7 separate regions of the Mus musculus genome follow, and regions 2, 3, 4, 5, 6 and 7 are each linked to region 1. A link is a contact called in public capture Hi-C, promoter capture Hi-C and targeted proximity ligation data. All regions are on one chromosome and are shown on one strand. The core of a region is the stretch at or near the end of the contact, and the rest is flanking DNA. Distances in the headings are between cores, read along the strand shown. Region 1 holds the start of C030016D13Rik (RIKEN cDNA C030016D13 gene). Region 2 holds the start of Cd274 (CD274 antigen). Region 3 holds the start of Insl6 (insulin-like 6). Region 4 overlaps Dmrt1 (doublesex and mab-3 related transcription factor 1). Region 5 holds the start of Jak2 (Janus kinase 2). Region 6 holds the start of Dmrt3 (doublesex and mab-3 related transcription factor 3). Region 7 holds the start of 1700018L02Rik (RIKEN cDNA 1700018L02 gene).

The links. Promoter capture Hi-C pulls out the DNA fragments that hold promoters and counts their contacts. Capture Hi-C pulls out chosen DNA fragments and counts their contacts.
Region 2: a contact with region 1 is called in a promoter capture Hi-C map of liver, with 2.5 times the contacts expected there. A contact is called at or near these places in 9 of 39 promoter capture datasets (3T3-L1-derived adipocytes, the C10 cell line, the HPC-7 cell line and 6 more), 10 of 484 Hi-C or Micro-C datasets (the N1E-115 cell line, cardiomyocytes, cerebellar granule neurons and 6 more), 4 of 130 datasets of targeted methods (astrocytes, embryonic forebrain, forebrain and 1 more) and 2 of 9 other capture datasets (adipose tissue and liver).
Region 3: a contact with region 1 is called in a promoter capture Hi-C map of pre-B cells, with 5 times the contacts expected there. A contact is called at or near these places in 7 of 39 promoter capture datasets (the 3T3-L1 cell line, cranial neural crest, hippocampal neurons and 3 more) and 1 of 130 datasets of targeted methods (embryonic forebrain).
Region 4: a promoter capture Hi-C map of pre-B cells shows a contact between it and region 1, with 4 times the contacts expected there. A contact is called at or near these places in 3 of 39 promoter capture datasets (the 3T3-L1 cell line, hippocampal neurons and pre-B cells) and 2 of 130 datasets of targeted methods (large pre-B cells and pro-B cells).
Region 5: a contact with region 1 is called in a targeted proximity ligation map of astrocytes, with 5 times the contacts expected there. A contact is called at or near these places in 6 of 39 promoter capture datasets (the C10 cell line, cranial neural crest, hippocampal neurons and 3 more), 5 of 484 Hi-C or Micro-C datasets (cerebellum, embryonic fibroblasts, muscle stem cells and 2 more), 7 of 130 datasets of targeted methods (astrocytes, embryonic forebrain, embryonic hindbrain and 4 more) and 1 of 9 other capture datasets (liver).
Region 6: a capture Hi-C map of embryonic tail shows a contact between it and region 1, with 4 times the contacts expected there. A contact is called at or near these places in 1 of 39 promoter capture datasets (pre-B cells) and 1 of 9 other capture datasets (embryonic tail).
Region 7: a contact with region 1 is called in a promoter capture Hi-C map of pre-B cells, with 2.4 times the contacts expected there. A contact is called at or near these places in 14 of 39 promoter capture datasets (the 3T3-L1 cell line, 3T3-L1-derived adipocytes, the C10 cell line and 10 more), 1 of 484 Hi-C or Micro-C datasets (the N1E-115 cell line), 6 of 130 datasets of targeted methods (astrocytes, embryonic forebrain, embryonic limb bud and 3 more) and 2 of 9 other capture datasets (adipose tissue and embryonic stem cells).

Annotation. Positions count from the first base shown.
Region 1 is chr19:27,428,462-27,432,048 of GRCm38.p6, forward strand. C030016D13Rik (RIKEN cDNA C030016D13 gene) reads left to right here and starts at 1,576. Exons shown (of 1, transcript NR_027987.1): 1 at 1,576-3,587. It overlaps Pum3 (pumilio RNA-binding family member 3), which reads right to left and starts at 1,447. Exons shown (of 18, transcript NM_177474.5): 1 at 1,331-1,447.
Region 2 is chr19:29,365,913-29,369,499 of GRCm38.p6, forward strand. Cd274 (CD274 antigen) reads left to right here and starts at 1,526. Exons shown (of 7, transcript NM_021893.3): 1 at 1,526-1,594. It also overlaps a transcript of Plgrkt not described here.
Region 3 is chr19:29,323,714-29,327,300 of GRCm38.p6, forward strand. Insl6 (insulin-like 6) reads right to left here and starts at 1,605. Exons shown (of 2, transcript NM_013754.1): 1 at 1,332-1,605. The coding sequence starts at 1,602.
Region 4 is chr19:25,545,216-25,548,802 of GRCm38.p6, forward strand. It overlaps Dmrt1 (doublesex and mab-3 related transcription factor 1), which reads left to right. Exons shown (of 5, transcript NM_015826.5): 3 at 604-887. Among named protein-coding and RNA genes, the nearest start is that of Dmrt1, 41 kb to the left of the region's middle.
Region 5 is chr19:29,249,912-29,253,498 of GRCm38.p6, forward strand. It overlaps Jak2 (Janus kinase 2), which reads left to right and starts at 1,892. Exons shown (of 25, transcript NM_008413.4): 1 at 1,892-2,207; 2 at 2,526-2,608.
Region 6 is chr19:25,608,917-25,612,503 of GRCm38.p6, forward strand. Dmrt3 (doublesex and mab-3 related transcription factor 3) reads left to right here and starts at 1,621. Exons shown (of 2, transcript NM_177360.3): 1 at 1,621-2,351. The coding sequence starts at 1,883.
Region 7 is chr19:29,045,669-29,049,255 of GRCm38.p6, forward strand. 1700018L02Rik (RIKEN cDNA 1700018L02 gene) reads left to right here and starts at 1,815. Exons shown (of 1, transcript NR_028360.1): 1 at 1,815-3,061. It overlaps Ak3 (adenylate kinase 3), which reads right to left and starts at 2,293. Exons shown (of 5, transcript NM_021299.2): 1 at 2,011-2,293. The coding sequence starts at 2,161.

The sequences.
Region 1 (3,587 bases), core at 326-2,825:
TTACATTAGAGTTAAAACGATATAGAGCCTATAGATCTATTACCCAGCTTCCCCACTGACAACTTAATAAGACAGTGTAATGAAACTTATGAAAATAACACTAGTATAACACAGGGTTTATTTGGAAATCAATTTTCTCATTCCTGTCCTCTTCCTATTCCAAGATACAGTTAATGTAGCCACCTCATGTCCTTTTTTCCAGGTTATGTCCCCTTTGGGAGTTTAAGATTTTCATTATTAGACTGAGGTTATGCTTGGGCCAGGGGAAGGGGTGGCACATGACAGCAAAGAAGTGCTGCTCTCACAGTGACAAAGCTATGCGGCAGTCATGATGATGTTAACCCTGGTCACTTAAAGCACTGTTCACCAAGTTACTAAGCAATCAAATTAACGGCTAATCCAAGAGCAAGACAAGCAAATTAGGTATTCTAGACTGTGCAGCCTTGGGACCCTGAGATAACGTCCTACACAGACCTGAGTCCTCAACACTTCTTGATTATGTATATAACTGGCGTCTTATGCTTAATGTCTGAGACACAATCCTCTGCATTCCACTACAAATTACTATCTTTCTCTCCCTGTCTATTCCTGCTGTATTCAACGGGGACCATCTACTCCACTTCGCAGAGAGAAAACTGGAGCACGGCTCCTGATGTTCACTTCTTTGGTAGTCATCGTGTACCCAACAGTAAGTTATCCTGCAGTCTCCTTAAAGATACCTCTGTCTCTACTACCAACACTCAATGCAAATCATCAAAAATCTCCTTAAGAGAGTCAAGACCTACCATGAGCCTCCCGATCTTTTCTAATAATCCTTCATTATTTTATATGCCTAGGAACACAAAGCAAAATACTTCCCACTACACAAAAATAAAGAGACTCGACACCAAGGCTCCACAGTTCTACCTTCCTCTTTGTCCAGTCCGCGCCTTACTCCTGACTTCCACCTCCGGGACATCCCACTGCCTCTGTTTAAAATACTCTTGCCTCCCATCATGCTTGGCTTATGGATCGCTTCAGTTTTCCCTGCACTGCTCCTATGCACAACGTCTGACACGGGACGAGTGGGCTGACTGTGACTCGCACAGGCCGGAGTTTGACAGCGAAACTTGTTCCTTTAGCTCTACAATAATCAAGTTAACAGAGAGGGCTTAACCCCTGCCCTCGCCAGGGTTCCTCCAACTCCGGGCCAGAGAAGCGGCCAGGTAGACCGTCCCGGAGATGGAGCTGAAGACGCCGCTCGCCCACCACCCCGCAGAGCTCCCCGCTCCCGAGCGGCCGGCGGACACTCGCCCCACACTTCCCGCACCAAACTCTCCACAACACTCACCGCACACGTGGGGCAGAAACTCGCAGAGTTCCGCCACCACCCCCCGCCGCTTCCGCTTCCGCTTCCGCGTTCTGCCCCGCCCCGGATCCGCTGATTGTAGCGTTACGTCCTGGTACTGGGGTCAAGGGGTGGAGCTTAGGAAACACGAAATCCGTAGTTCCTGTTGGTCCATTTTCGCCACACCTCTCGTCTGAGAGGGCTGCATGAGTTTTGGCCCTCGAAGGGATCCGTCCCGTGGAAGACGAGTCCGTGGCTTGGGAAAGTGACGCTTGAGCCTGCAGATTTCTGGGAACGACGCGGGTTCTCGCGAGGGCCACCCAGGTCCTGAAGGAGTTAAAAGACAGCGAAGTCTGCAAGCTGGGTTAGCGTTGGGACAGCTCGCTCGTTAGTGTCTGTTTGCGTCGTTAGTCTAGCCTGGAGGGTAAAAGCTGTACCGGAGTCTCTTCTGTTGTAATCGTGTTTGCCAACACCCATGTCTCCCTTATTTCCCACCCTAGCTGCGAATCTCCGGATAAATTAGATCCCTCGGGAACCATAAGTGTAAAGAACGGAGCACAGTCAAATATTGTGAAAAGCTCTTTCCATAAATGTGTGTGTGGCGTTTTTAATGTAGGCCCGTTCTTGGGCATGCATTTTTTCCCCCACGGTTCCACTTTAGGATATATATTTAAGGTATTACTCCATTTTAGCGAGGAAGCAATAGAAACAAACTTGGTCTTGGGGGCTGCAGAGATGGCTAAGCTGTTTTCTGCTCTTGGAGAGGACTTGGGTTCATTTCCCAGCACCTACATGGCGGCAGTTCCAGGGGATCCCACGTCGCGCCAAACAACAGAACCTTACTGCCTAACTGTTCTGAAATGCAGATGTTAGTTGGTTGAGCAGGGGGCCCTTTTTGAAGCCCCAAGGAGTGAGTGGACGTCCCATGTATCTTCAGCATCTGGTGCTTCAGACGTTCCTTGGCTTATACCTGACTCCTGCCCCTGCCTTTCATTCTCTTCCGTCTTTGTTGTGAGAACACTTGTCAGTTTGTTAAGATAGCTTGCAAATAAGCTTAGAGACTATAATTCCCTGTGGACACTGTCTCTTGTGTCGCTGGTAACACATCTTTAAGTGTTACGGCTCTGTTAGGGGAAGGCTTCAGCTGCTGGGAAAGTTTCCCTGATGCAGGTGTTACAGCTTTGCTCTGGCTCATAGAAAATTTTCCCTGTGACAGTTCTGCTCCAAAAGGTATCCTGGCAGTCAGGAGCCAAGGAATACCACAAAGTCTTGCTGCACAACTAAGCTCAGGCAAGGGATTAATTTGGAGGGAAAAGCTAAGGAGGGTGGTTGCCCTGCTTGGAAGAGAAGCAACAGAGAACTGGGCAGAATTGGGGGATGGGGAAATATATCAGGATTCTGGGGTGGGGGGTTACTTTCCAGGGTGGTCTGGGATTTTATTTTACTTTTTTCTTGTACGGCGAGACCTGGGCTGGGAATGGCTATTACAGCCTTTAAAAGATGACCATTAGGGAAGTCAAGGGCACATGTGTGTGTGGGGGGGGGGGTCTGGCTATTTCCTGCCTTGAAGCACTAGAAAGGCAGTTACAGCTGTTTTAGCCTTTACACCCTTGCTAGAGCTCCTGAGGCCAAGACCTAGCCACTTTTGTGCCTTGAGGATTTACAACGGCTACTAAGTATACAAAATTTACAAAGGGAGGTCATGGCAGAAAAGCCTGTTGCTTGAGTTGGTGTAAATGGCCAGCAATACCTATTTGAAGAAAGTGGAAAATACCACAGTTGATCCTTTTTAGAAGTACCATGTGAAGGATGTATTATAACTTCCCCTCAATATTTAATATTATACAGTTACAAGAGGCTTATGAAAGCAAATTCCATAGATATTCCATGAAGGAACGGAGTTGCAGGGCTCTATTGTGACCAATCAAGGAAAGGTTATAAATATCCTGATAAAGTCTGGCTATATTATTTTGTTTCACTTTAATTTTAAAAAGATCTTCAGGTTTTGTTTGGTTGTTGTTGTTGTTGATGATGATGATGAAAAAAATAGACCCAAGTTGTACCTCTGTTGCTGGGTATGACTTAGAACACATATATTCTAAACTGATCAGAAAATAAAATTACAAAAACATATCAGACCCTCCAGTTAATCCAGATCTGCCTGTCAAGCATCTGGACAGGAAATGTTCTGGAAACCTTAACGAAATATAATAAACTTAAAAGCATGTTAAGATGGGAGCATGCTTGTCTCCTCAGTGAG
Region 2 (3,587 bases), core at 276-2,775, 1.9 Mb after region 1:
GTTATCTCTAACTTTAATTGCTTTATTCTATTATTGGGGTTCAAAAGACATTTGGAAGAGGGACTATCTCAGCTGAGGCTCTGGTCTTATTCCAATTTTATTGTTGCTGTTTAGAGTGCCACATTCTCTATAGATCCTTTAGGCAGCATCAACCCCAATGACTTCCAAGTTAAAAATGGAGATGCTTTGAGAATGTGAAAATCTCATTACAACTAAGCCAGCGGACACCCCAGTATTCACCCAGTGCACTACTTTGGAATAGTAGTTTTAGTAAGTAAGTGGGGGAAAGCAGAGAATGAAGAAGGCCCTTGAAGTCCAACAGTGAAATGTTTAAAGATGACAGTGCTCTGTGGAGTTCCCAAGGTTTTGTCTTGGAAAAAGTCCACACTTCCAGTTCGCAGAAAGTCTTTCTCAACATCATTTAGAATAGACTTCCCCCACCTGGATCCCGAGACTGGCCGTGATCCACAGCGTTCACAAAGGGCACGGTTCGAGATGGGAAGTTCTTGAACGGCAAGACAACTGGTTTCATTATGTCGAGGAACTTTGAGGAAGTCACCAAATCCACGATTTAAAAATATATTTCCTATTATACAGACACACCTACTTTCTAGAATTAAAACTGAGTCATTTGCTTGATATTAACTCTATAGGTTGTATAACTCTATATGTAAAGTCATGTCAAGACTGTCACGTATCCACGTATCCAGAAAGGGCTTGAAAGAGATGGGGAATCGGATGGTAATTTGAAGTGTCTGGATTCTGAAGATAAAATTTAAGTCAGAGATCTTATGACTTCAGATATTTTGCTTCTAAAGCGCTCACTGCTCAAGCCTGAAGATTTGAAATTCGGGTCCTCATTACCCATAATAAATGCAGTGATGGCCCATTTCTGAGACCCTAGCCCTGGCAGCAGGGGCGCGGATGGGGATCCCTGGACCACGCTGGCCGGCTAGTTTGGCCAGCTGCGAGCCCGAGGTTAGGTAAGAGAGACCCTCTTTCAAAAATCAAGGTGGGAGCTGTAGAGGAAGGCAACCTATGTGGATCTCCAAGCACACGCTCCCCCCCACCCCCACCCCCGACCTCAGGTTCCACTCCCACCCAAAATAGAGCTGAGTTGTTTACTCTGGACTGTTTCTTTGAGGGAACCTGATTTACAAGAAAGCTAATGCAGGTTTCACTTTCACTTTTAGTTTCGTTTTTAAATAGTGTTTGTTTGTTTTTGTTTTTATCGACAGCCTCTCAGTAGCAGCCCGGTTGTCTTGGAGCTCTCTCTATAGACCAGAGACTCACCTGCCACTGGCTCCTGAGTACTGGAATTAAGGCGTGTGTCACCGCACCGAAGCCTAGTTTCGTTTTTTCTTAAACTGTGAATATCCCAAAGCTGACTCTAAAGTCATCCGCAGGAAATACTATGAGATAAACTCATGCTCAAAGGGACTGGGTGGCTTCGGTTTCACAGACAGCGGAGGTTGGACAAGGCTTCCGCGGAGTGGGCGGGGCTCTGAACTCGAGATAAGACCAGGAAATCGTGGTCCCCAAGCCTCATGCCAGGCTGCACTTGCACGTCGCGGGCCAGTCTCCTCGCCTGCAGGTAAGGGAGCATCTTCTCGCGGAATCCGCTTGCAGGGCACTTTAAAGAGCCAGAATCCCTAGACCTTTTTAGGACGGAGAAGGGAACCGGTTTCCTGGGAAAGTTAAGAACTCAGAATCCGCAGTTTTGTGTGTTTATGGATCTTGTGGGTAGGTAGCTGGGTCAGAAGAGATGAATTAATTGGTCCTAGCGCGACTTGACTGTTTGCTAGCAATGACTGGGTCTTTCCACTTGAAGCATCTCCGGAGGTCCCTTCCTCTGTCGAGGTCTAGGATGCTGGAGCTTAAGATTTTCATTCTATCTGCCCAGAGAACCTAAAGGATTTTTGGAAGAAAATGTCCCAAACAGTTCTTAGATACAGTGACCTAGGCTATGTTAAAGTTTAGGTTGGGGTTGTCATAAGAGGTGAAAGTACAATATTCTATCTTTTTTTAAAAATAAATTATTACAGGTGCTTTCCTATGAATTACTTAGCCAGTTTTTTTTTAATTGCTATATTCCATTGTGCTGGGTTATTAAAGGGCATCACTCTCCCACTGAGGAATGCACAGGTTAGTAATAGTGCCTTACTAGCTCAGTCATCCACTGACCATCTGTGTATGTGACTGTCTGGAATATGGCTAGGTATTTCATTTAGATAAACTCTTATATGTATAAGTACTTCATTATGTTTGAGTGTCTGAAAGGCCTTTGTGTAGAAAAAAAAAAAACAACAACCTGAGAATACATTCCAGAAAGTATCCGCAGCTGATGATGATAGTGACCAAGCGGTGTTTAAGGAGAACTTTATACAGGGAAAATATTCACCTTTCCCAGCTGAGCATCATAGATAGGAAGACATGATAGTGGTTATATGCTGCTCTAAGGAGGGATGGAGAAGGGATGGATTTGAGCACAGGGTTCAGGATCATTTGATAGAATTTGAAAACTGGGTAAATTTTCACTCTTTTGAGAAAGGAAGTTTGCATCTGCTTCCCCTCCCCGCCCCAGGCACTCTTCCCCCCCCCATCCCCCCCCGTGCCCCCCCCCCCCATGGGAAGATAAAGAAGTGGCGTTCCAAGATCTTCATCTGGACTTCCCCTGGGACAAACCTATTTCCCCATCTTGAATGAGCGTCACTTCTTTACTTTAAACTCTGTTCTGTGAAAGGCTCTCAGCTCTTGTCTGGGAATTTGTGAAAGGTTACAGTTTCTTGCCGGAGGGAGGGAGAAGGTGACCCTGGACTCTTAGCCCATGTAAGAGGTGCAGGTTTAGAGGTCAAAGGCCATGCTGATTTACATGGTCCCTGAATTTCCCCTTTTGATCTACTGCTCACACCTGCACCCTGAGAGCCAGGGAGGGGAGGATATGATACTGAAGAAGGTGACTATCAGACCCAACCCATCACCTTTCAGACTTTATACTAAGCTTTAAAGCAGACTCATAAGCAATAGATAACTGTTCCAACTGAGTCTGCCATCAACGTAGGAAAAATTAGGTACAGTCTTCAGTGGATATCATGTACCTCATTGTGACTGTCTAGTACTCGGCTTGGCCATTTCTCCCAGGGCCTCATTGCAACAGTCACTGTGTCCTCACAGGCCTGGATGTCATCCTGCCTCATCTGCTTGGGCAGATGAACTGGAGAGATATGATTAATAATGAGTCATTTGATTTTGCTCTTTTTGTAAATGTCCTTGGTTTGGTTTGGTTTGTTTATTTTTTGTTTTGTTGTTGTTGTTTGTTTTTATTTTCATGCTCTTGTTGTTGTTTGAGACAGAGTCTCACTATGTAGCCCAGGCTAGCCTCTTCCCCCAGTCTCTCAGATGCTGTTGCATCTGCCCTTTTCTAACATCAATGATTCATAATAATCAGCAAGAAGGCTATGACCTTAACAGTCAAAATAAGTAATCAGGTAATTATTGAGAGCTAAATATTTATTTAAACAAATCAAGTTGCATTTTTCAAGAATTGAATGGGGGGATCTAAAAAGTAATGTTTGTGCTGCACAAAG
Region 3 (3,587 bases), core at 355-2,854, 1.9 Mb after region 1:
AGGAAATAGTCTAGGTAATACATGGTTATTAATTCTGTAACATTTGAAATCAAACAGAAATGAATTCCTATGAAAATCTTGACAGACACAGATATATGAAAGCTACGCACATCGATGACAAAGAGATCGAAAGCAAAACTAGTCACACATAGATGGTTTTAGGGGTGAATTCCACCTAGTTGCAAAGGAAAGTAGTTTACAAGCAGTTCCACTTCATTTTATGACTCTCATTAATTCCTTATTTCCAAGTCAAGTAAGAACATTGATTTTTTTTTAAAGTTCTGATAAGTTGCTTCACTTACAAACACTGCTTTGAAAAAAACTATAAAATTAGTTAAGGGAATCTACAAACACATTTTACAACATAGGAGAAAGGCTAATATCAGAATGGCAAGGGTAGGTCAAGACCACGAGATCTCTATGCAATTCAGCACGCTAGTTCACCTTCAGTGCTGCTGCAAACCACAGAGAAGCTTCATCTGTCCCCATACTACAATCTACCTATCTGCATCGATGAGCTATCCATGCCGAGACTCATCTCATCCGCCCTTGTCCTTCCCTGTGCCCTTTATTAAGTTTTCACTTCACATGAATTGCTCCGTTGGCTTTGCTCTCCCTCTCTCAGCCCTTCTGGACGAACCTTACTGCCCTACGCTGTTGCTTCTTTTCCCCTCCTGTTCAGCACATCCTGACCTCCTCGCTCTTCCCCGTATAATTCAGACAGCAGTGTCTTTCCCCTAAATAAACTTTTCCTCTAAATAAACGCCCCCAATCCCATCCCATCCTATCTATGTGACTAGTTCCTCATCACCTATATCTATCTTCTGACAATGCCCCCGACAGTGGTTAATTTCAAATGAGCAAGAATTTATTTGACTCGTGATTTGAAGATGCTCCAGGGTCCAAGGACTTTTCCTGTAGCATCATCCCATAGCGGAGGTGCCGGAAAAGGAGGATGAAGTGATCTTGCAACAGATTCACTCAGGACAATCCACTTCTGTGATAATGGCCTGACTCCGTTTCAAGAAAATTTAATTCCCTCACTTCACTTCCTAACGCTGCCCTGGAGATTAAGCTTATAACACACGGAATTTGGGGTATACATGAAACCTAAGGCCATCTTTTTAATAAGGCCTACTCTGAACAAATTATTTCTTCTAAGTCTAAAGTGAACTTCATATAAGTCTGTATGGTTTTTAAAACTGTATTCACACGTACACTAGGTACAAATTCTATTTCCTACAGAAATTCACTGGCAGAGCAAAGTCAAGGATAAGAAAAGAGGAGTTTGCACACTGATAAGCTACCAAGCCTTCCCTTCAGAGTTTTACCTGGGTTTGTGAATCTTCTCCAGGCGGAGGAAGAAGGGTGAGGGTTGAAGGCTTTGCCCTTGCGTGAGTAGTGGGGAAAGAACTGTGTCATAGGACTTTGCTCCTCCATCTCGAACCGGCTCCAGTCACTTTGGCCACAGAGTTTTATAACTTCTATCAGCAGGTGCCTGCCGCACAGCTTCCTGGGTCTGGATTCCTCTTCCTCTTCCCTGGAGAAAGGAGTCAGTAGGAGTCCAAGCCACAACAGACAAGAACAGCACAGCTGCTTCATCCCTGGGCTCCGCCACAGGGCCGGGCGCGCTGCAACGGCCGTCGCCCCGCCCCCGCCCCGCCCCGCCCCGCCCCGCCTTCGCCACCCACCACGCCCCCAGCCACGCCCCTCTCCGCACCGCCCTCGGGTTGCCCTCCCTCGCAGGCAATCTTCTCCAGAACACTTTGGTTAGGTGCGGGGTGTTCCAGGCTTACATGGACTTCCGGCTTGCAGAAAGTTGAAATTAACAGGCTCTTTTGGCCTCAGAAATGCAAGTTTTAAAATGTCTTCTTTTCCTAACTTTATTCATTCATTTTCCTTGTCGTCAAAGTTGAAATTAACAGGCTCTTTTGGCCTCAGAAATGCAAGTTTTAAAATGTCTTCTTTCTCTGACTTTATTCATTCATTTTCCTTGTCGTGCGCTCCAAGAAACTGCCTCATGAAATATGAGAACCTAGGACTCTGAGATGCAGCATCCCCCCCACACCTGGAATGTGATCTTCTTTTTGCCTAGTGTTTACAGGAGCCATTTCTTCCCTTCGGAGAAACTTATCTCCTTCATGGATTATATTTTTTAACTTTAAAAAATTGGTACTGGAACTAGAGAGATGTCTTGGCAGTTAGGAGAACTTGCTCTTGCCGAGGATCCGGGGTCGCTTCCCTGTACCAACAAAGCAGCACATGGTAGTCTGTAACTCCGGTTCAGTACCAGTCATACTCGTGGTGCATATACAGACATGCAAGCAAACACTCATACATATCAAATAAAATAAATAAACCCTTTTTAAAAATTACTCATTCCATCGCGGTGTCTTCTCACATCTATCGCACTGTACTTCACTCTCTCTTACTCGCCTCCCTTAACCACCCTCTCCCAGTTCCTGCCTTTAGTAATTCCCCTTTTTGCTTTTTTTTAATTACATGTCCTCTATTAATTGATTGCCTCCTACCTTCTTTAAGCACTCATCCCTCTCGGAATCCCTTTTGTAGTTTCATGACCTACAAACACAAACATTTAAGCATACACATATATAAACACACAAATACATAGTTTTAAGTCTAGATTCTACATGTACATAAAAGCATCATTTAGTATCCGGTTCCCGGTAAAAATTGCCTTAATTTATTTATATGAGCACATTCTTTTTTACAATAAATTATCATCACCATTATTATTATTATATTATTATTATTATTATGATGTTTATTTACTGCTGATGTGTGTGTATAAGTTGGATCCAGTTCTCTCCATGCACCATATGGGACCCCAAGATCGTTGTCACATTGTCAGGCTTGGCAGCAAGTGCCTTAACCCGCGAAAGCATCCCACTGCCTGGGAATGCATTCTTAACTGCTACACACTATTATTAGCAGGATAATGGCTGAATGGATTTATTTAACTGAAAAAAAATTATTTGCATGCCTAATTTTGAGTGAATAAGTTCTAATATTATAAAATTAATTTCAGATGTATTTACTAGAATCCCATACTATTAATTTTACTCCAGAACATTGTCATAAAATATTTGTCTTTCTGAATCAAATGTACTTTATTTAACATAATATACACTTGTATCCATTTTCCTACAAAGGTCATAATTTTGTGGGTTTTTTCTTCATAAATGTATTCAAATTTCATTGTGCATATGTACCACATTTCTTTTTTTTTAATTGGCTTTTATATTTAAATATATGTATGGGTATGTGTAGTGCCTATTGAAGCCATAAGAGGGTGTCAGATCAAATGGTTACCTGACATGGGTGCTGGGAACCAAACTCAGGTTCTCTGAAGGAGCAACAAGTGCTCTTAACCCTGGAGCTCGGCGCATTATCAGCACCCAACCAATGGTGAAGGACGTCTCCGCTGGCCCCACTTCCTAGCTACCGTGAACAGTGCAGCAATACAAATGTGTATGAGTGTCTCTGGGACGGGTTGACTTAGAGCCCCTGTAGTTCCCAAGCTCTGCAGCGCTCCTTCTCTTTAGATTCTTCAGGAGCGGCCATGC
Region 4 (3,587 bases), core at 671-3,170, 1.9 Mb before region 1:
CTTTCTTTCTCATCTCTCCTTCACTTTCCCCCTCTAATTTGCATCAGGTGAAGCTCCCATAACGTGGCTCCGTTGGTCTGCTCCTGGTCCATAGTCCTGGTCCATACTAAAGAATACCGTATCTACCATGGAAGGAAGTAAAAAGAAACTGTATGCTCTCAAACTCAGCCCCTTACTGAGTTCCTGGGGTGACGTTAACTTGATCACATGGTAAAGAATTCATAGGTTAATCGGGTCTGATCTCCAGTTCCTTGATGTTTGACTCCGGTCATGCCATTTACCCTACCTCAAAAGTGACTTGGTGTTCCCAGGGAAAATAACCTAGCCAAGGGTATTTCAGCTTTGCCATCAGCACAGAGCCGGCCTTGGAACCCTCCCCTTATGACTGAAGAAGCAGGGGAGGATGTCTCCCTTGCACTCCAGGTTCTTGGTTTGTCTTGAGGGTGAACGTGTGAGGCCCAGCTGAGCTGTAGAAGGCAAGATCTGTGGACCGCCTACATTAAATCTTACGACGTCACTCATTCCTTTATTGATTTACATCCCAAACGCTGCCCCTTAACCACATCTTTTTATTTTATTTTATTTTTCTCTCTTCTCTTTTAGAGGGACGCATGGTCATCCAGGATATTCCTGCTGTCACCAGCAGAGGGCATATGGAGAACACATCTGACCTGGTATCAGACCCCGCCTACTACAGCAGCTTTTACCAGCCTTCTCTGTTTCCTTACTACAACAATCTGTACAACTACCCCCAGTATTCCATGGCCTTGTCTGCTGAGTCCTCCTCAGGGGAGGTGGGGAATTCCCTCGGGGGATCCCCCGTGAAGAACAGCCTGCGGAGTCTCCCAGCACCTTACGTGCCTGCTCAGACTGGAAACCAGTGGCAGGTATGACCCAGAGTTAATGGAATATGTGAAACACGCATGCATGGAAGTGCACACACGTGCACACCATGTACCACGCACATGTTCTGTTCAGTACACACGTAGTCACAGTATGATGTGATGCACACTGGCCTATCTATCTGTTAATGTCAGCAAAGATGGGCTGCAGGGACTCAGGAAGGAATTGTGTATGGTTTTTAGGGTTCATTTTCAGCTTTGGTTTTTCTCACATTGTCATTTTGCAGAAATACCCAGCTGCCCAGAGTTAGATATATCTGAGGCCCCACCTCCTCCAGCCTGCTCTACCTTGGGGTAGCTTAGAATATGTTAGGTGCAGCTTCCTGGGTGGCAGTCATCTCCCAACAAACCCTGTTCATCAAGGTTCTCCTGTTTTTCTTTTTGAAAATACTAATTCTCAAGTCATCCCAGACTGGCCTCAAACTCACCAAGATCGGCCTGTCTCTGCAGTTGAACCTCGGCTGTGGGGCGGATCCCCTATAAATGCGCAGGCTCTTGGTTGCTTAGGGCTTAGACTCATCGCGTAAGCCCTCCGTTTTCTGTTGAAATCTTCTTGGAACTCTCTTCTGCTTTTCTTCACCTATGCAGGTGAGAAACAAGCACTAGTGTCTTGAAGAGAGCTGTTGTTTTAGGTGGCCAAGGGTAGAGCTTCCGTGTGTTCCTGAAATACTCAGTCCACAGTCACCGTCTAACATAACCTTTATCTCAGAAGTTTGAGGTTACTTTGGGGAATCTGCACAACAATTTTCTGTCAGTGTGATGGCACATAAGGCATAAGGAGGGACATTCTCAATGTATGCATAACAGAGAATGATCCAGGGAGACTGAATAAAGGACTGGGATGCGGCAGGGCTCTCTTAAGCCTCGCATCACCAACTGTGAACACAACTTGACTTTTAAAAATGTTTCAGTCATGCCTGCAAAATTCTTACATCAAAATAAGCCAACATAGCTATAAGCTGCCAACTTGCAAAATAAATACCAAATGCAGATGAGCAAGTGACTAGGACACCTGATAAAGGTCCCCAGGGTTTTCATGCCACCCTGTTCTCCTGCAGAGAGCTGCAGAGATGCTGAGTTGGCCTGCTGAGTGAGGGAAACCGAGCGCGGGTTAAGGAGCAGGAGTTGTAACCCTGGAAGGCCCATCCATCCATACTCAGTTACAACTTTTGATTTAGCCGTGCCACCTTGAGCAGGTACTTTGTCCTCTAAATCTCAGCTTTCTCTGATGGTGCTCCCATTTGTCACATGGACGAGTGACACAGTATGGTTCCAAAGTGACATGGTTGGCTTACTAGAGAGTTTCCATGTAAACAGAAACACTGCAGATCACAGCTGACGACCTAATTTCACTTCCTCTTCCCACTTGCTGTACTGTTTTTAGATCTATTGAATTCTTTGCTAGGCGTCCCTATGTATTGAGCTAGCTCCTTCGGTCATGCCTCCCAATAAAAAGAGTTAATCGTTTAAAAGCAAAATACTGTGATGTTTGGATCAAAGACTGAATGGAATGACTTTTTATAGTTTTGAGGAAGAGTTTGATTCCTTTGGGTAGTGCTGGAGAGATAGATGGTCCAGTGGATAAGGGTACTGACTGCTCTTCCCGAGGACCGGAGGTTCAAATCCTCATGGCAGCTCACAACTATCTGAAACTGTAAGATCTGATACTGTCACATAGACATACATGCAGGCGAAACACCGGTGTTCATAAAAATAAGGTAAATAAGTAAACAAAAAAAGTTAAAATATTGCAAAGCATAGACAAACATAATAATGGCATAAATGTGTTTGTTAAGATATGTCATACGAAAGCATTAAATAGTAAGCACATATATACTAGACATTTGTCTGGTGTTGAAGTGATAGAAATGAGGTGGCTTACACTGTAACCTGAAGGGGTTTTATTGTTTTATTTTTTATTTATTTATTTATTTATTTTTTGAGGCAGGATCTCACTGTGTAGTTCTGGGTAGCTTGGAACTTGCCATGTAGACCAGGCTGGCCTTGAACTCCCAAAGATCCACTTGCTTCTGCCTCAGGAGTGCTAGGGTCAAAGGTGTGCACTACCATGCCTGGCCCCAGAGTTGTCTCCACAGCTAGAGAGGTGGTCCCGTGGGTAAAGTGCCTGATATTCAGGTATAAGGACCTGAGGTTTGGACACCAACATCCTCGTTAAAATCCAGAAACGGTGGAATTCCCTGCTGATCCTGCTGATTGTGGGGTGTGAGCGGGTGGGTGCCTGGGACTTGCTAACCTGGAGTCTAGCCACATTGAGTGGGCTCCAGGTTCAGTGAGAGACCCTGCTTCAAAGTATAAGAGAGAACATGATAGAAGAATACACCCAGTGTTGACATCTGGCCTACATGTGTACATACTCACGTGTATCTACATATACACATGAAAAAAAGGAAGGAAGGAAGGAACACACACACACACACACACATACACACACAGCACTATCAGAGGTGTTAAGACAGAAATCTGGGATAGATGGGAGAGTGGCTATCAACTTGGTTTTGGTTTTTGGTTTTTAAAGACAGGCTTCATTTAGGCAGGACTGGGATGTACTCTGTAAGCCCAGTGGGCCTGAGCTTTGTGATCTGCCTGACTCCGTCTCTCAAGTGCTTGTATCGTGGCTGTGCAGCTCCATGCCCAGCCTCACTGTCTTAGTTTCTGGAAGGTGTG
Region 5 (3,587 bases), core at 642-3,141, 1.8 Mb after region 1:
TGGAAGGCAGCTCTGCTACCACAGAGAAAGGACAGAATCTTGCCTCCTGTCTCTACACCCAGTGCCACAGCAGACAACTAGCTATTGACTTTTATTTTTCCAGTCTGGCCATGCTAAACGTCCTAAATCTAAATGTCTTATCTTCCACCCCATACTTGTTTGTGCAGAGTTTCTGAAGGTCATAAAAGATTTTGTCCGATTCCTCAGAACTCTCCCTTATCTTTATTAGAGAATGCAGGAACTCTGTGAAAAGATTAACAGGTGGAACAAATCTCTAGCTTATGCCTCTACTAGGAATCGCATCTAGTGCTGGAAAGCATTCTACTACAGAGTGAAGAGAGATCAACATTCAAGACTATCATTGGCTCACTCTTACCTCACCGAGAATGATTTTCACTGTAAATGAGAATGAACAAGTTACTCAGTTTTCCTGTGTGGGTTGACAAAGGACTTAAATCCTATAAGCTTACTGTTAATCATCTATTTTTTTCTTGCCCACCTTATCTTTAGCTTTGGTGACATTTACTTAAAAGAAACCATGCATTGTGTAGTGGCCCACACCTTTGATCTCGGCATTCCCCAGGCAGGTAGGAGGATTTCTGTGAGTTCCAGGCTCACAGACTCAAAAATAAAGGAAAAAACAAAAAAAACAATAGATGTAAGATCTGAATAACAGCATCCGTCACGTATATAAGGGGACGTGGGTGTTGTGAATGCTTCATTTCGGTTGACAAACCTGGGGCTAAGAGAAAAAATAAGAAGCCCTATACAGAATGACCCCAGTTATTTCTTTGTCTTCTTATTTAGCCCCTTTCCTTTTACTGTCTTCCATTGAGGGTTCTTTCTTGGTCCTTAAAACACATTCCCTTTTCAGAATCCTTTTCATTGTTAGCTTCTTTCTTGAAACCAGATAGTTCCAGGACTGGATCGTTCTCATCCTTCACATTTCTGCTCAAATGCCACTCTAAGAGGTCTTTTCTGGTCATCTCAAAATAACATCTCCACTCACCTTTGTGTGTGTGTGTGTACCCGTTACTGGCAATCACACACAAAGAGCAGTGCAGATTTAAAGCCTCTTTTCTGGCTTCTATGAGAATAGCACATGCAGAATGGGTGCTGCCTTCGTCTCCTCTCCTGGGAGCCCTTGCCTAGCAGGGAACAAATTCTTGAATGAATGAACGTGGCTCTTTGGGACCCTATACGTCGTTTCTTCTTCCAAGCGGTCCCTTCGCAGAAGTGGTGGTTAACTGAAGTCAGGTACTTGGGTCTCAGCGCCCGGTCCACGGTGCCACGTCCCCTGGGCCGAGCGCTTAGGGCAGGGAGCCGCCTGTGGAAACGAAAGCAGGAAGGGGAAAGTCTCCGCGGAGGCAGCGGCCGCCAATCCTATCAGCTCGGACGCAGCGGGGCCTTCCCGGCCGGGCTGACTCATTCCCAGCCGTCTCCTCCGCGAGCCGAGGCCGCAAGCACGCTGCGCCAACCCGCACCCGCCCCGCTCCTCCTCCTCCTCGCGCGCTCTCGCCCGGGGGCTGCCCCGGGAATCTCCACGCGCGCCTCCGCTTCCCCGGAGCCCGCGGCCGCCTCCCCCGTCCCGGCCCAGCCCCGCAGAGCGGCCCCGCGGGCGGCGCAGGCGCAGTGGGGCGTGCCGGCCTCCGCCCCCCCGCCAACCCCCGCCGGCTTGCCCACGCCCCGCTCCGCCGCTCGGGGCCGCTTTCCCGAAGCTGCACCGCGCCGGAGCCCGCCGAGCAGGGCAGCTGAGCCGGCGTCGCGGGGCCGAGCGGAGGCGGCGTGCGGCCCCTGGAGGGCGGAGACGGGCTCGGCGCGCGGTGGGCGTGGCGTGGGCTGCAGGAAGCTGAGGCAGAGCAGAAAGGGGGCAGCAGCGGCCACCGCCGGCCTCCCGCCGCGCTGACAGGCTGGGCGGGCCCCCGCTCTGGGCGAGCTCGCGCGGCGTCGGCGCCTCGGCCGCGGCCCCGGCTCCGGAGGCGCCCGTCCGTCCCGGCGAGGGCTGCAGGCGGCTGCCGGGTCCGCCGCTGCGGGATGTGAGTGCGGGCCAAGCCCGCGCGGGAGGGCCCCCGAGGGCCCAGCCTGGCGGCCGCTCGACCCTGCGCCCGGCCCGGGGGCTCCCTAGACCTCGGCCCGCCCGACGCGTCTCGGAGGAGCGGATCCTGCGCGCCTCGGGGCGCTCCTGTGTGGCCCGACCCGTGTCGCCGGTGGGTGCAGTCCCTGGCTGCTGGATGGGGGCGGGGGGCAGCGGTTCTCCCTGCGATCCCGCCTCCTGCTTTCCCCTTAGCCCCCTGCTACTGGCAGGGAACTTCAAAGCTAGAAAACCTGCGGGTTTCCGACAGCCTAGGAAGGAGTGGCTAGCTGTTGATAAATGCATGCATCCCCTTGTGCCTTAGAACCCGACCCCCCCTCTTTCTTATTCTTCTGTACATTTTTCTAGTCATCTAAACAGCGCAGAAAAAAAAAAAGAGAGCATCTATTGGCCCTGGGTTTTTGAGTTAGTGACTTGCTGCTTCTGTTTTTAGGTTCCTGAAGCAGGCGACGGGAACAAGATGTGAACTGTTTTCCCTCCCCAGAAGAAGAGGCCCTTTTTTTCCCTCCCGCGAAGGTGGGTGTTAGCGCTCGGGGCTGCCTGGGTGCTGCAGTTAAAGACAAGGGTGTCTGAGATCTGCGAGCCAGTGCCTGCTAAGAAGGCTGGATGCTTGTGTACAACGGCAGGACTAATTGTTGCTTACTGCGAAAATGGCAGTGTTGAACTTTTCCTGTTGCTGTGGGAGAGTAATTGGGTGGTATTTATTGTGTCTCTTGGATCCTTAAAGAAGCGGTCTTTGTTGGTTTTACAGTGTGGTCTTGCAGAGGAAAACAATAAGTCGTCTCTTTCTCCCCCTTTCTCCCCAGTCTTAATTTTCAAGGAATTGAAATAACCTGTTGAGGGAACAAATTGGTTGTTTTTGCTGGGTTTCTGCTGCCACATTGAATGCTTCCTGTATTCACCTGCTTGCTTTGTTGGTTGATTGCTTTCCGGTGGTTACTAGTCTATCAGGGGAAACTCCTTTTCCCTGAATGAAAGGACCGAGCCGCTGAGTGTGTCACAGAGAGGAGGAGAAATGCGGAGAAGGGAAACAGAAGTGGGAATAAAGAAGCCGGAGGTTGCTTTTGGTTTCATAATAGGTTTGTATGAGTGAGTTGTTGGCTTACTGCAAATATTCTCATATAGTTCCCAGCGGATTTGAAAATGAATCATCAATTTCTGGTCCTCTTTCTCTATATCCTTTACCTGTTTACTGTTTACGGTTCCAGCTATTAAGATCATTTGGTTGTATGTGAGCTGGCTTGAGTGTGGGACGTCTGCAGACTGGATGTGCCCAGGACTTATCCTGAGAGTACTGAGCGGTGCTACAGGCATGAGCATTTACCTGTACAGGAGAGCTGCAGTGTGTGGAGGCTAGATAAGCACTTATGTTTATTTTGGCTTTTGTGGAGTATTGTGGAACTTGCTCTGTAGACCAGGCTAGCCTCCAACTCAGAGATTTCCCCTGCCTCTGCCTTCCAAATGCTGGGATTAAAACCACCACCCACCGGGCTTC
Region 6 (3,587 bases), core at 371-2,870, 1.8 Mb before region 1:
CAGGTCAGCCCGGAACAACTATCAACTCCTCCACGCACCTGAAACCCGAGTAGCTAAGGGCATCGAGGGGGAAAAAAGGTACAAAGCTACATTTATATTCCGCGTTCAAAGCTCTCTCCCGGTTCCAAATCACTCTTCTGGGCAGAGAGCTTGCTGCTTGAACCTCGGACGACACAGTCCTAGAATTCACAGCAAACTCAAGATTGCCAGCGATGCTCTCTTCCTTGGCTGGCGGTAGGGCTGGGCACTGGAAAGCGACCTCCAGAAAGAGACTATGGTCTCTGTGCAGTTCAGGAGTCAGGTACCGCAGCAGACCCGTTTACGTTAACTTTCACCCACACAGTAAGAAGCGGAGCGCACGTTCCCAGGGGCCGCTAAAAGACCGTCCGGGACTTCCGTTGGCTCCTTCCCACTGAGTTGTTAAAGCGGTCCTGAGCCTACTTTATGCCTTGATTTTTGTTCGGTTGTTTTCTTGGTTGAGTGAAAAAAGGCAGCCTTCTCTACACGTACGTAGTAATACTCGACATTGGACAAACCAATACTGAAAACAAGCAAAGAGTATAAACGAAATTTATGCTGTAAAAAAAAAAGGCTTATGCAGTCTAAGGTTATACAGGAGACTCTTCATCGTCACGCAAAGATTGTTACGAGTAGGGTCTATTCCTTATTCTTAAGTAAAACACAGCGTCTGTGGGGATTTGAACTGGGCAATTCCGGACCTTGGCTGATTCAGTGGCCTTTGCGTGAACAAAATACCAGGTAACTTTGGGGCCACTAATGTGTCTTCTCCCTACACCCTCGGAAAGTTTAAACAGTGCTTAAGAAAAACATCCAAGAGAGCACTTGGCAGTCCAAGGCAGAGAGGTCATTCAAGGCAGAGATTGTTTATTTTAAAGACAAGAGGAGGTTAAGTAGAAAATTGAAGTTACCCTATAAAACGAGTTGTCTTCCTGAAGCCTGACAGATTAAAAAAAAAAATACTCATTTTTCTTCTGTAGCAATGAAAAAGAAACTAGATTGCAAAACCAAGCGAAGAATTCCCGAATCACTACTACCCCTCTTTTGATTCCTCTTGCCAGGTGGAGACTTTCCGGTTCTTGAAACCCGGTTCTCCCGGGGCCGACCTGCGGAGTACCCTCAATTCCCTCGCAAGCTCCGAATGGCTGAGGCCAAGGGTGGGAAGGAAAGCGGTCTAGGGCTCAGTGCTTCGAGGCCAGTGCTGGAGCGACGTGAGAGGGTAGGGGAGAGGCCTGCCGGCTGGCTTACAAACACCCACCCCCCTCCCCATCGTCCCCCGCCCCACACCCGGTCCGCCCAGCGCTCCCGCGGTACCGCAGCGGCGCAGTCCCTCCCGGCTCAGGAAGGGGTAACAGAGCGCTTGGCAGAGGGGGCTGTGAGCGCCCCCGCCTGAGAGGCCAGGCTGCAGGTGGCGGGGAAGGTGAGGTGCAGGAACCCGAGGGGTGCCTGCCAGGGAGGAGGAAAGCGCGTGGGGAGCGCAAGGAGGCTGGGACCCCGATTGGGGGGGGGGTGGCGGCGGGAGGGAGGAGGGACTGGGGGGGGAGGGTGGCGGAGGAGGTGCTGGGTCCAGTCTGCGAGGAAGGGACCAGGGAAGGAAGTGGCTCAGACCGTAATCAGAGCTCTCCCCGGCTCCTTGCAGCTGCTGGAGAGCCTCAGCGTGGGAGGACCTGCGGGTGGAGCCTGCGCCCCGAGAGCGGCGGGCAGAGAGGCGGCACGCGTGGGTACCGGCGGGCTGCGAGCGCCATCGGAGCCGGGGAGACTGCTGCCGTAGCTCCGGCCGCCGCGGACCTTCCGGGGCCTCCCGAGAGCGGGCCTCCGAGCTCTGTGCTCCAGCTCCCGCCGCCGGCCGGGGGGAGCCCTGGGCATGAACGGCTACGGCTCCCCCTACCTGTACATGGGCGGCCCGGTGTCGCAGCCGCCGCGGGCGCCCTTGCAGCGCACGCCCAAGTGCGCGCGCTGCCGGAACCACGGGGTGCTGTCCTGGCTCAAGGGCCACAAGCGCTACTGTCGCTTCAAGGACTGCACCTGCGAGAAGTGCATCCTGATCATCGAGCGGCAGCGGGTGATGGCGGCGCAGGTGGCGCTGCGCAGGCAGCAGGCCAACGAGAGCCTGGAGAGCCTCATCCCGGACTCGCTGCGGGCTCTGCCAGGGCCCCCGCCGCCGGGGGACGCTGCGGCCACCGCCGCTACCGCCTCGCAGTCGTCGCCAGCCTCCCAAGCGTCCCAGCCGCCCGCGCCGCCTCGTCCCACCGCGGAGTTGGCCGCGGCCGCCGCGCTGCGCTGGGTCGCGGAGCCCCAGCCCGGGACGCTGCCAGCGCAGCTTGCTAAACCAGGTGAGAGCGTCTGCGGCGCTGGGGTCGCGCTCCGAATGAGGGAGCTTCGAGGGCTCTTCGGGATCGTGGGGGAAGGCCGAAGACAAGTTTGTGGGAAGTGGACCTGGTTGGACCTGCCCCACCCCCACCAGGCACCGGTTCTTACTCTCCCGGAAAGGGGGTCTCGAGAGTCTGAAGCCGATGGAACCCAGGAGCCCGCCAGAGGGGCCAACCAGATCGCCTGGCTGTGTCCCTATCGTCAGAGGCTTTCCCCGGGTTGAAAGGGAACATAGCAGGTCAATTTTAAAAATAAAATGATGTCTTGGGGAAGACCGACTTTAAACACACCACAATGAGGAGGGTTATCCGGGCTGCGGGTTTTAGACGGGTGGGGGCTCTCACTTGGAGCGAGGGGGTAAGTAGGTGCTGGCTAGCAGTCAGGGCCCAGTGCTTTGCTGTTTCTAGGTGATTCTTGGCTTGGTCCGGAACAGGCGTTTTGTCTCTTACTTAAAGGAACTAGGAGTCGTTTTGTTTTTTTTAGCCAGGCTAAGAGGCCTCAAGACTTAGAATTTGAAAAAAAAAAAAAAAAAAAAGGCGCCTTTTAAGAACTCTAAGGAAAAGGCTCCAAAGTGAAGCTACTTAACTCTCTTTTGCTGAACTACTTCTTTGGTCCTTTATTGCCATTTCCCGGGCTGCTGTGGTGTGAAGAAATTAAAACCAAAACTTGGCCTACAGTGGAGAAAACCTAGCAAGTGCCTTTCCAGGATTTTGCGGGGTTGGCCTGGCCTGAAATAATGAGGGGCTTTCTGGCCATCTAGCTTCCCGCTGTTCAGATATGCTCTGATTTTGGGGATGGGTTAACAGGGTTCTGAGCCCTGACAGTGGGCAGACCCCGGTTTCTACTTAGTTCTCTCTTTCTGGCTCTTTCCTGAGTCCCTGAGTCCGGCTGCCCCTATTTTAAGCCTCTTCCTCTCTTTCCTCCGAGGAACCTCTAGCTTTACTCCTGGCCGCTCGCAGCCTCCTGGCAACCGGAATTCAATGGAGTTTGGTGTTTCCCCTTCACTGGGTAAACGTACAAAGGAGACAGGCCCATCTCCTTCGGAATGGGGTGTACTGGAATTAGGAGTGAAAGGTCCGTAGTTTTTCTGGTAGCTAGAGCCTCTGTCTCTACTTTCTCAGCTGCTCAATGACAGCTCTTGCTCTTCTTCAGAGAACCCCAGAGCACTGTGCTGAACTGGGGGTCTGGGGGGGCTACTC
Region 7 (3,587 bases), core at 565-3,064, 1.6 Mb after region 1:
CCGCAATTCCAACCCTGATGAAACTGAGTCAGGAGGATTACTCCAAATTCAAGACTAGCCAGAGCAACTGTCTGAGACCCTGTTAAAACAAAACAAAACAAAAAACCTACTTCCAATAATGAATCTTCAAAGTTTGTATTAAGAAAGTATTTGTCTTTCTGTGTCATAAAAATGAACTGAGCATTAAAACTGCCGAGTGGGTGGCTGAACAACTTTGTGTGTTCAGCTCCTTGGTCTCTGTAGTCTCTGTCCATGTTTCAGAGATGCAGTCCTGGGCACCCTGAGGCTTAACAGGGGTTAACGTGTAGCAAGAAACATTGTTTCTTCATTTTTCAGAAATGTATTTAAATACCCTTTCATTTACTCTTTTCAAATGTTCTGTGTTTTCCTACCCATGAGCATTCTTTGCCACCCACAGTCAGGCCAGCTCTGAGTCGGTATGCAGGTCACCCCTAAAGACTTCTACTGTACTTTGGATAGCAGCAAAGTCTTCAGGACTTGGGACTGTTTGCAGTAACTCGCATTGCAATCTGTTGCACTAAGAACATTTAGCAAGAGTCAAATAACCTTTCGATAAACTTTAATTAACTGCAGCCTTTATTATTTCTTAAGGTCGACATTAGAAGAAAACGAAAACATGCTTGAGGGGTGCAGAGGATCGAGCCAAAGAAACTGAAAACTGTGGGTTTTCACACACCCCCACCCCCACGCACACACTTGAATATCAGTGTCTTTTAAACAAACAAAAAACACCCTTTCCTAGAAACTAGCTATACACCCGCCAGGAGGGAGTGGAGAGGTAAATAAATCGCGGTAGATTCAGCAGACACAGGGTAAGCAGTGCAGTGCGGAACCGGACAACGTCTCCATATGGGATGGCAGGCTGAATGCAGTGTGCGAAAACACTGATGTGGAGTAAGTAGATGGTAACTTGATACACTGAGGTTGTAAGAAGGAGCTTTACACAAAGACATTTCCAGAAGGAGATAGACTGTTTCTCTCCGAGGTTCTGGGCTGAGGTAGGGACTAAGAGAAAACTTTGCTTTTTACTTTATACATTTCTGTCTTCCCTCCTCTCCCTGGCCTTTACTTTCTTTTTTTTAAAACCTTGAACAGGTATTATTTCTGTGTAAATAAGCTTCAAATGAATTTTCAAAATAGGCACTAGTTTGAAATTGAAGGTCAACACTATTGTGGAGAAACACATCTAGTGCAAGCTTTTAAAAAATAGTTTACAGCTGTTAGTTGGCTGGCGCCTGGAATCCCAGCACTCACTAGGGAGGCTGAGACAGGAGGATGTCAAACTTAAGTTAAAGTTATCCTTGAATACATCGAATGACACTGTCCCAAAAAATAAATTTAAAAATGCTTTTCTTAAAATAGAACTTACCACAAACCCACCCTTTGTAAAGTGTTGGCTAGATTTTTTGTGCTGAGTTAGAAGACTTTGGAAGGAGAAACACAGCAATCGTTTATGTAACTGTTACAAGGACAACTTTAGTGACTAAGAAATGTCTGGGGGCATCAAAATCTAAGCCAACTTTGTGACTGCAATGAAAATAAGTAATACTTGACCTTGCAGAGAGAAAGGTCAGAATTACAAGATCCCACGGAGCTTACCATGGGCGGGAGGGGGGGGTGTAGGGAAAAAAAAAAAAAAGAAGCTAGCCCTGGCAGAGCCAAAGCCTGCCTTCTGCATACAAGGACACGTGGAGAGACAGGCACAGCTCCCCCCGGCTGGACCCCCACCGCAGCTGCCAGCTGTGTCGAATGAGCTTCTAAAAACAAAGCCAAGGGCTTTCCTTCAGTCTTTGAACTTCCTAGTCCTTTCCTTCCCCCTCCCCCATCTACCCGAAGCTGCCCACGGAGGCCAGAGGATTCGGGGCGCAACGGCTCTTTCCCCAGGCGAGGTCGGGGAGCGCTGCACCCGCGTCGCAGGACCCTCGACCCCGGCCCGCAAAGCCCCGCCGGGACGATCGCACGCCGCCAGCCCTCGGTCTCAGCTCCCACCTGTGCCCTGCAGCATGTTCTGGCGGAGCAGGTCCCCGCTGGAGAGGTGCTTCAGCTCGAAGTGTTTGGTGATGCGTGACGACACGGTGCCCTTGCCGGAGCCCGGGGCCCCCATGATCACGGCGCGCAGCAGCCGCCCCGACGCCCCCATGGTGGCTGGCGGTGGTCCGAGCTGCGCAGACGCTGGTCTGTGGCCTGGCCTGCGCGCTCACAGGCTCCGCGGCCCTGGAGGGCTGGCAGCTGCAAGCGGGCGGTGGCCAGGACGCCCGGCTCTCCCGGAAGTGAGCGACGGCCACCGGGGCCGCCCCGCCGGCTGCTGCACCGCCCCTCCGCGCCCCTGCACCCCACTCCCTTGAGCTCCACCCGGCGCCTCTTGGCATCCCCAGACCCTCGTGCCCTGTGCTGCCTGGTCCCAGCCTGCAGGCTGCGCCCGTCTGCATTCTCCCCAGTGGACAACCTCTGAGCACCCCGTTCTACTTCTAGTCTCCCGCTGGCACCTCTGAGTGCCTGGATTTCATTTTTTTCCCCCCTCTGTGTTCACCTTTTTCACCCTTAGTCTTTTCTAAGAGCCAAGTTCTGTCCTGCTCAGACCCAACAGGAAGCAGCATGCCCCCGTGTTGTGTCCCCTCGGCCCCTCTGGTTCACCAGGTGTTCCCCACCTTTTCACACCAATCCTCCCTTGACCTTCTTCCCTCTGCCTTTTCACCCCATTTCCTTCTCCTCCAGGGGTGACCTGGAACCCTCCTCACAGAAGCTTTCATCAAGTGAAGTATGTGTCTCATCTCCCTGAATCCACTTTCAGAACCAAAAGTAGCTGTCACCGTTAACTTCCGCAGAGGTCAAACATACTAGCTCCTTCAGAAATGCATTCATTTCAGGAAGAGCTACCCAGTGCCTACTGTGTGCCACTGTACTTAGAGGCCTCCGAGAATGCTATGCTGAACAAACCCGAGTTTCTACTGCTGTCCGTTTGTTTTCTTGCTTGTTTGTCCAGGGGTGGAAGTAAGGCTTTTTGAAACAGTACTGTGAATAAAAACAATAACAAACCAGCAGGCAGCAGTGATAGACGTCTTTAAACCCCGCACCCAGGTAGAGGCAGGCAGATCTCAGGATTCCTGGCCAGCCTGATCTACAGAGCGAGTTCCAGGACAGCATGGGCTACACAGAGAAACCCTGTCTTGAAAAACCAAACAACAACTAACCAGAAGGTGTGGGAGGGAGCAGTGATGCCCTGGCGTGGGCTCTGAAAACTGAAGTACAGAGAGGGAGAGTGAGGTACGAACGGATGCAGAAGAGAAGCGATTGAGTCTTATTTTATCTGTAAAATGGACGCAGGAGATTGGTGTGGAGTAGAACGGTGTGTGGATTGCCTGTACAAGACCAACTACAAAGTGCTCCGTAAACGTTGCCCACTGTCCGCCTGATACGGTTTCCTTGTGCCGGGCACCGGGAAAACAGAAAAGTGTCTCTAAAGGAAACACCATGTGTGCCCCCTCAAAGGCTGCCAAATGACTGGTTCAGAACTACTTGCTGTTTCCAAGTAATTATTTCGGGGGTGATGGAGAGGGTAGCAAGGT